Regions from separate parts of the Callithrix jacchus genome. Here region 1 is linked to region 2. The links are chromatin contacts, called in public Hi-C maps. All regions are on one chromosome and are shown on one strand. Each heading gives the region's core, a stretch centred on a gene start, on an enhancer-like site or on the middle of the called end of the contact. The rest is flanking DNA. Distances are from core to core; before and after follow the strand shown. Region 1 holds the start of LOC144582935. Region 2 holds the start of TLK1 (tousled like kinase 1).

The links. Hi-C and Micro-C count contacts between places; a contact is called where the count stands out from the background.
Region 1: a Hi-C map of skeletal muscle shows a contact between it and region 2, with 6 times the contacts expected there. The contact joins the promoter of LOC144582935 here to the promoter of TLK1 in region 2. A contact is called at or near these places in 2 of 3 Hi-C or Micro-C datasets (both in skeletal muscle).

Annotation. Positions count from the first base shown.
Region 1 is chr6:58,552,379-58,556,804 of calJac240_pri, forward strand. It overlaps LOC144582935, which reads right to left and starts at 1,677. Exons shown (of 3, transcript XM_078375630.1): 1 at 1,611-1,677; 2 at 1,207-1,551; 3 at 243-441. The coding sequence starts at 1,677. The coding sequence ends at 362.
Region 2 is chr6:58,373,550-58,378,525 of calJac240_pri, forward strand. TLK1 (tousled like kinase 1) reads left to right here and starts at 2,062. Exons shown (of 22, transcript XM_078327412.1): 1 at 2,062-2,789.

The sequences.
Region 1 (4,426 bases), core at 427-2,926, 180 kb after region 2:
TTCTGATCGAAGTGAAGACACTAATAGCCCTGGGGCTGAGTTCTGAGAATCCCCCACGACCCCGGCCCCCTCAGGACCTTGTACCCAGGTCCTCCACGCAGCCCTGCTGCTGCAGCCTGTTCTCTCTGTTCCACTGGCCCCGCCCCCCACTGCCCCGTGTCTCAGACTTGCTGAAACAAGCCCCACATGGTTCCGATTTCCACCTGGGCGCTAGGTATAGGCCCAGCTCTACCATCCCCTAGCCGTATGCTTGTCAGAGAGACATTTAACCTTTCTGGATTTCACTTTTTTCATCTATAAAATGATGTAATCGAGAGTGATCTCCACACTGCTGTCCCTGGTCCATAGGCATCAGTATTTTTCAAAGCCACCAGGGTTGAGAAGTGCTGGTCCATGGTTGCTTTTCCGAGCTCAGATTTAAAGAGTCCTTTGGCTCAAGAGCTGGAGAAGAAAAATGACGTCCTGTCACCCCACCCAGCTTTTAGCTCTTCCCAGTTCACTACAAGATCAGGGGAAATGTAAGTTACTCCAGCCACATCTAGAGCAGGCAGGGGGAGGATGGGGGATGAGGTAGGGGACAGCACTTTGCTGGGCTTTAGTTTTTGGAGATAATGAGCTCCTGAGATTTCTCCCACGCCATCCTGCTAGGGGTGACTATGGCTTCTTCCTCAGGAAGGAGCCCCGCCTTTCTTGCCCTCCTACTCGCAGGAGGCTGCCGGCAGCTCCACATTGGCCTGGCTTTTGAGTCTATGTTCTATATGATTATATATACATATTATTATTATTATTTACAAAAGGCTTCTGCTTGCTAAAAAGGAGGTTTTTCAGACCACTGACCTATGTAAGGGGCAAGCTCCCTGGGTACTTCCCTGCCAAGAACAAAAAACACCCTCCTTATAAACTCCCCAGGGCAGTGCAGTTTAAGCCCCGGAGCATGGCATTCAAGGCCTTTGGCAATCTGGCCAGCTTCCCTTTCTATGGTAACTGCTACCACTCCGTACCTGACCCTTCACATTCCAGCCACCAGAGCGGTTTGTAGTTCTGGGGCACACCACGTGCCACATTCCTGCGTGTCCTTGCGGATGCTGTTCCCTTTGCCTCAATGCCCTTCGGCTTTGACCACCTAAGGGAACCTCTATGCATCCTTCCAAGACCTAACAGTAGCTCCTCACGAACGCCCTACTTGATCCCGCACTTGTTAGTTACCTGGCCCCTGGGCTATTCTGTGCTCTCTGCTCATCGCTAGATCCGAAATGGCTAATTTACAGGCAGCGCAGTGGGATGGTTTAGGACAAGGGACACCTGGGCCCAGACCCAGCCGCACCACCCCTGGGCCTATGAGTATCAGGAGCCTCTGCTCCGCAGATGTGAGGAGGACGAGGTTGAGGGAAGCAGCCGGCTTCGGGCCAGGCCGGAGACCCGCGCCGCCCTCGGAGGGAACGGGGTGAGGGCGGCGCTCCTGCAGGCTCCAGCCCCGGGGAGGGAAGCCAGCCCCGAGCCTAGCGCACTGGGCGCTCAGACCCGTGGTGCTTCCCCGGCGTCTGAGGGTTTCTCAGCCACCGAAAGGCGTCTCCGCGGCACCCAACGGGTTCTGGGGTGGAGAGGTTTGCCTTCACATCTGGTTAAAGGGGGCACCGTTTGGTGAAGGCGCCCAGGATATTTGCATCCCCCACGCATCCGCACTGGGCCTGCGATGGAAAGAAAGCGGGGGCCCAGAACTAGTCTTCCAAAGAACAGAAAGCGCTCGACCGCAACGGTCCGGCCCCGCCCAGGGGCCCTGCGAGGTCGGCCCGGAGACCCCGCGGCCGCTGGCGGGGCGCGGCTTTCCCAGGATCCCGGCGCCACCTGGTGGCTCATGGCGCGCACTGCGGGCCAGGCTCGGGAGGCCCTCTTGGCTCGGATCCCTCTCCATGTGGGCGCCGATAAGACAGGAGTCCCTGAACAAAGGTGAATGTCATTCCAGGAGCCTGCCGCGTGGGGACAGAACTGAGGCTTGGGACCGCGCAAATCTACGTGGATTCAGCTCCTACCCCAAAGCCTGCCCGCTTGTGAAGCGGGGGCCGCGATTTGAGCTCTGCTTCCTGGGGCCAAGAATTCACCCAGCACGGCGCCTGCATCTCCCATCAAGCCAACACTTCTCTTGAAAACCAGTCCTTTTCCTCACTGCAGTTCATTTGTAAAATTAGCCTTATCTAATGCAACTATTGTTCTCCCAACACGTGGTAAAGTGAAATATATTGGTTATTAAAGAAGGAAAGACAGTTTTCTTCACTCTAGGTAAACACCAGTCCACCGGATCAGGTTCAGAACCCGAGCCTGGCCTGAGGCCTGCCCGGTGGCCCCTCCCTGCCTCTTCTGTGTCCTTCCGATTCAGCCAGTGAACCCTCACCTGTCCCCTCCAGCAATATGGCAGCATCACGGTGCCGAAGATCCCAGATGGTTGTCCTCTTTTCTCAGGTTGTACTACATACCTAGGAGAGATCTGAATTTGGGAAAATGAATTAGTCTCAAGCCCTTTAAAAACAAAATGTTGACAGAGACCAAGGAAAGTAACTATTGAAATTGGAATGAGCTTTGAGCTCTTGGACTCACACAACAGCCAGCTGATTTTTCTTGATTTTATGAGGCTCCTCTAGTAGTTCCTCACCACGAAGCACACAGGTTGTTTAGCCACTGGTGCTGAGTGAATGTGTTGGAACCATGCGTACTTCACTACCTGACAGCTAACACTGTTTCCAGAGCTCACTAGAGCCCCAAACAGCGCCTGGGCACAACGTGGATTCCTGCCATTGTGTTTCTGGGCTCTCCTTTCAGCATAGCTGTCTGAGCTACACAGAGACAGTTCGTTCTGGCCAAACTGATTTACAAACACAACACAGCATTGCAAATCAGTCACAGGGCCAGTGTATTAAGGGAAATTTCATAGATAATTCTAATCTAGGGACAGTGTTGGGTTTTTTTAGCTCCCTCTGACACTGTCATGACGCTGCTGGGGGAAAACGCTGCCAGCCCCTGCAGCAGGGGTCGTCCTGGACAGACGGAAATGAATGGCTTTCTTTGGCTGTGTAAGTCTCCCATTCACCCCCTAGATCAAAATAACACTATTGTTTTTAGTGATTAAAAAGTAATTCAAAGCTGGGTGCGGTGGCTCAGACCTGTAATACCAGCACTTTGGGAGGCCGAGGCGGGTGGCTCACCTGAGGTCGGGGGTTTGAGATCAGCCTGACCAACATGGCAAAACTCCGTCTCTACTAAAAGTACAAATGGTGGCGCATGCCTGTAATTCCCACTACTCGGGAGGCTGAGACAGGAGAATTGCTTGAACCTGGGAGGTGGAGGTTTCAGTGAGCTGAGATTGCACCACTGTACTCCAACCTGGGCGACAGAGACTCCATCTCAAAAATAAAAATAAAATAATAAAATGTACTTCAGATGTTTTTAAAAATTCTGGCAATAGGCAAGTTTATGAGAAGAAATGAGAAGTTTCTATAACCCCAACCCCAGTCACCATAATTCAAGTGCTTCTGGAAGAGGGCTGTCCTGAGCCTCACTAAGACTAGTGTGAGTCTCAAACCAGGCCAGCCTGGGCAGAGCTGGGCAAACAGGCCCCTGTCCAGGAAGTGAGGCATGGAGAGTGGAGGGCAAGAAAGCCAGTCAGGGATTCATCTCTTCTTCACAACCCTTGGTCCCTGGAAAAGAGAATTGATCAATTCCAATGGAGTTGGTTGTTAAGGTAAATAATCAGTGGGTTTAGGGACCCAGAATATGGCTTTAGGAAAAGAGGCTGGTGAAATCCAAATTGCTGTTACTGTCCCAGTCATTGTGCAGGGACATTTTCTGCCTCAGCTTTACTAAGTGACTACTTCAATTTTTGTTAACCTTAGTGCCTATTCCACCCAATTCATTGGATCCCAAATAATGAAATTCGTGAAGGATGTTGTTTTCTGATCCCGGGTCCCCATGGGTTCTGGCCCCACTGACTATAAGGAAGCCTTGTTTTCTCCCCTCTCCCCAGCCTCAGCCATGTTACTACCAGGATAACACAGGGCTCTGCAAACTGAGGCACCTGTGGGTGGTGGGAGGCGGGTTGGCACTCGCAGGTGGGGCTGTGAGAATTGGAGACCAGAGGGCAGACTCCAGGGGTTGTTCACTTGTCTGTAGGGCTGATCCGTTACCAGATCTTGTGACAAGTGAAACCAGTAATCTGGATTTACGTGAAACATTCTGGTTTTTGAATGTTGGGAATTAATTCACATTTTGATATATAGTTGAAAGGGAACATGCCTGGGGGAAACCCGTGTGCTTCCTGTTGTTTGCTGGGCAGAGCGCTCTTATCTTTCTTCACCCCATGTACAACAGGGAACACTTAATAAACGCTGGCTACTGTTACTATCCCAAGCCCCAGTGGCCTTCATGGAGCATGGGC
Region 2 (4,976 bases), core at 812-3,311:
GTCATTAAAGAAACTCTGCTTCCCCTTACAGTGCATGTACTTAGGTATAAAAATTGAATGGCAAGACCCTGGCTATACATCCAAGGGAAAGGAAAGCTTATGTCCACAGAAAGACTTGAACGTGAATGTTCTTAGCAGCATTATTCATAATGGCCAAAAAGTGAAAATAATGCTAATGTCCATCAGTAGTTTAATGGATAACCAAGTGTGGTATACTCATTCAGTGGAGTACTACTTAAAAACAAAGAAACACACTATTGATAATGCAACAATGTGGACGAATCTCTCAAAACAATGATGTTGAGCTAAAGAAGCCAGACAAAGCTAGGCGTGGTGGCTTATGCCTATAATCCCAGCATTTTGGGAGGCTGAGACAGGTGGATCACCTGAGGTCAGGAGTTCAAGACCAGCCTGGCCAACATGGTGAAACCCTGTCTCTACTAAAAATCCAAAATTAGCCGGGTGTAGTGGCACATGCCTGTAATCCCAGTTACTCAGGAGGCTGAGGCAGGAGAACCGTTTGAACCTGGGAGGCGGGCTGCAGTGAGTGGAGATGGTACTCCAGCCCCAGGAAGACAGAGTGAGACTCCACCTCAAAAAAAAAAAAAAAAAAAAAATGTACAAGCTGTATCGCCTGCATTTGCATTTATCTAAAATTCTAGAAAATAGAAAGCTACCCTATGACAGAAAGCAGATCTGTGGTTATGGAGAATGGAAGTAGAGTGGAGGAGGAACCACAAAGAGGCAGAGGAAACTTTGGAGGGTGATAGATACATTCACGATCTTCCTTGCATAAGTGGTTTCAGGGATGTATACACATCAAAACTTATCAAATTGTACACTTTAAATATGTGCGGTTTGTCAATTATGCCTAAATGAAGCTGTTTAATTTGTGAGATGTCCCTCTTAAGTCTGAAAAGCTGACATGACCAAAAACTCACTAATGTATCTAAAGCACAAAACAACACAATTATTTCTGGAGATAACTGACAATCAAGGTTCTTTTCTAGTATGATAATTTATCTGAACAAAACATTACTATGAGGAATGCAAAGTCATAAAAATAAAAAATAGAAATGACATTTTTGTCCCCCTGGTAATCATGACATTTCCTTATGTCTGTGCAGTTGCTATATATCATAATCTTTTTAGTGCTGTATTAAATTTGGTTTTCTAAAGAGAGAAATAACCTTGTTGTATTTTTCCTGAACTAGACTGCTCTTTTATGTTCAAGAAACCCAATCCTTGGTGTGAGTGTACTTGTGTGGGTCTGTAGAAAGCTACACTGTATCTATAAATTTTAGCAAATTTAGTCTCGATTTTTGTAGTCGAGACTCAGCGGTGACACTAGAAACAAACTAGAAATTTCTAGAAACCATACCTTCAAGATGAACGCTGTATAGTCTTCCTAAATATGCGAATTCAGTAATCACATTTTTCATTTAGATTTTCCACTTACTGTTTTAAAACAGAATTGCTACAACATACAGTGTACAAAACCGGTAATTTTCAATTTCTTCATTAAAGATTCCTTCACCCTTTTTTTAGAAAACACGAGAAAGTTTTATTTCCCAATTCTCCCACTCCCCACGTTTATTTTCATAGCTCTTTTATTCAGTCATTATTCCCATTCTGCAGACGGGGAGGCGCACATAGGTTTTTCTGCACAGTAAAGAAGGGCAAGAAAGAAGCAACTCTCAACTTTTCAGTTCCATTTTGATGGAATAATCACATTGAACTCCCGAGAAGTGGCAGTCGAGTGAGAGCAGCAGCATTTCTCCCCGGGTTGGGTGTGGGTCAGGAGCCAGGCGCGCTTCCGCGGAAGAGAGGGGGAGTCAGGTGGCAGTAGCGCCGGGGCCGGAGCGGCGCGGCGGGGGCGCGCCTCCCTCCGGCCGGCGCGGGGACGCTGCCCCAGCGCACGCGAGTCCGGCAACCCGGGGCTCCTGCGCTGCGCGGCGATCCGCGGGCGCGGCAGCAGCGCCCAGGCGCCCGCGCTTCTTCCCTCGCGCGCTCGCTCCCTCCCCATGCCCCCACCCCCAGCCCTTGGCAGGTCCCTCCCCCAAGCCTGCTCCCGCGGCCGCGGCTGCCGCCGTCGCCGCCGCTACCGGAGGCGCAGGAGCCTCGCGATAGTGTTTGCACAGGCGGCGCGTGACGCCGCCGCCGCCTGTAACTGATGCAGAGGTTACACCGCCGCCTCAGCCGCCACCCACCGCCCGCTGCTGCCGCCGCCGCCGCCTCTCGGGCGACGCCGGGGGCCGACGCACTGCAGAGGTGCCGGCAGGTTCCGCCCGCGGAAGTCTCCTCTGCCGGCGCAGCCCGCGCTCCGCCCGCGCTCCGACCCCGGCCCTGGCGAGCGCCCCCTCGACGCCTCCGCCACAGCGCTTCTTCCCTCCGCCTCTTCTCCGGCGCGCCCGCCCGCTCCCTCGCTTCTCCCCCTTTCCCTCCTCCCCGTCCCCTCTCCTTCCCTCACCTCTTTCCTCCCCACCTCCCCTCTTCTCGGTTTCCTCCCCTATCCCCTTGACTCTCCCCTCCCTGCCCTTGCTCTCTCGCTCGCCCTCAGTGCGGCCCCCGCCATGACGGAGGCGGGTGCCGGTGCCGTTGCCGCCGCTGCCGTCGCAGGGGGGGAGTCGGGTTCCCAGAAAGTAGCTTGATGAGTGTCCAAAGTAGCAGTGGAAGTTTGGAGGGGCCGCCATCTTGGTCCCAGCTCTCCACGTCTCCAACCCCGGGCTCGGCGGCGGCGGCCAGGTCCCTGCTGAATCACACGCCGCCATCCGGGAGGCCCAGGGAAGGTAAGGCTCGCTGCGCCCCCGCCCGCTCGCCGGCCTCCACTCCCGCGCCGCGGATCCCCGTGCCCCCCGGGCTCCTCCGCCAGACCCCGGGGTGGGGGATGGTGGCGAGGTGGACGCGAGGCCGCCTGGCTCCCCGACTCCGGGGAGGTAGTGCGCTTGCTGTGGGTGGTGGTTCGCGGGTGGCGGAGGAGACGGACGAGGGGTTGCGCGCTGGTAGGGACGGGGAGAGGCGCACAGACTCGCCTGGGGTTCCTGGGAGCCAGTCCTGCGAGGGTGGGAAGCCTCCCCCCGGACGCGAGCCCCTTTCTGCTCCATTTGCCAGTAAACTCAGTACTCTTAACCTCCTGGCCTCAGGTCTCTGGTGGGTTTTCCCTCCCGCTGGAGCCTTCGTCCTCGAGCCCCCTCCCCTTCCCCGGCGCACTCCTCCCATAGAGGCGGTCCCCGCTCTGCGAGCTTTGCAGCCCGGGACCTGGAGGATACCCCCTCGCTTGCAGGGTCTCTCCTTTGGGAAGAAACGCTGAAATTATCAAGGCAGACTTTGATCCCCTGTGGTCCCCTAGAGCAATTTGAACGACAGACTGACTCGTGGGCAGGTTTTTAAAACCGCCCCTCCAGATGGTTGCAACTTTCTCTTCTTCGCGGTTGCCTCCTGCGTGTTTGTGCGTTATATATTCTCTGCTGCAAGTTAGTCTACTGTTCGTCTCTGACAGGGTCGTGGGTTTTGTGGGAAATAGCTGCGTAAAGGTTACTGCAAACGCACCAGATCGGTTACAATTGTTTTCTAAGTTTTCTGGCTTCTTGCAAGCAAGTGTGCTGCCACCAGATGTAGCAGTTACACAGCTTGTAAGGCACCGGCGTGCTTTTGACTAAAATTTCAACTTGCTGTATTTAACTTTAAGTACACGCCATAAAATAAAATCTGGGAGAAAACACATTTTTGGGGGATGAATAAATGTGCACGGAGTGTCTTTTAACGCTCTTTTGTCTGGAAAACGGTTAGCGGTATTCATCCGCAGTTGATAAACGGGTTGTTCACTCCCAGTTGTCGCACACGAGGAGATTGTAGGCACATTTTCAAATAAACGTCTGGAAGTTCAACAGTCTCGTGAATGTTTTAAAGAAATCAAGAGCTTCGATTTATGTAGAAATCGGTGGGAGTACTTTATTTTGAAAATATCTGTCGATATTTACTATTCAGAGCCTTGACAATTGTTAATCAAGTGTTTTGTGCCCTGAATCCAGTGGTTCAGGCATAGCATTCTTTGTCATTTTGTTCCTGTGAGCATGTGTGAAAGTGACAATAGGCTTAAAGATTGGCATGAATATGCTCTAGAAAATTCACGGAAAGCTTTGATTTATGGCATCCATTAAACATGGGGAATACATTGATAGACGTTTCCCCCTTTTCATCTTATCTCGACGCTGAGCTTTCATTATTAGAATATAAAAGTTTAAGTGACTAAAAATTTAATATATCTGGTGATTCCTTCGCACTTAAAAATTTCTGAATGAACAGTTTAAAATGTGTTTCATAAATAGAGAATTTGGTGCTTTTAGCATGCGTTTACTTTTGTTTGTAGTTTCATGTTGAGTTTAAAAAGACCATTTTATTGTTTTTTATTGAAGGCTATATTTTTTCATCATTCATTCATTCATTCATTCCTTTCTGGAATATTTATTGAGCCATTACTGTGATCCAGGCCCTGAACTAGATACTGAGGGCATAGTATTGACTTATCTGTTGACATCTGTTATCAGTATTGGGAATTTGGGAGACGAAAAATCTAGATTGTGAGTTTCTGAGGTTACTTCAACTTAAAAACATTCTGCACTTTTCCTGATGTTTGAAAATTTGGAGGGGTTGGAATCATTTAGCTTGAACTTCCAAATAACCATAATTTTTTCCAGCAGTTGAGATTACAATGGGTTTTTAGGTAACCTCAAGTAGTGAGTTTCTGTTAATTCATGAAATCATAGGACAGGCTTTTGTGAAAGTTGCACTTCACACCAAGTACCTAGATAGCTACAGGGGGATATTTGTTTTTGAGCAACCAGCATGCAAGTTAAAACTATTAATCCTTTCTAGGGTTATATTCATTTAGAAGCTTGGCACTATGTTCTCAGATTTCACTAACGCTAACAGGAATATGAAGCCCCAAGTATCAAAATGGAGATATTTCTATTGAG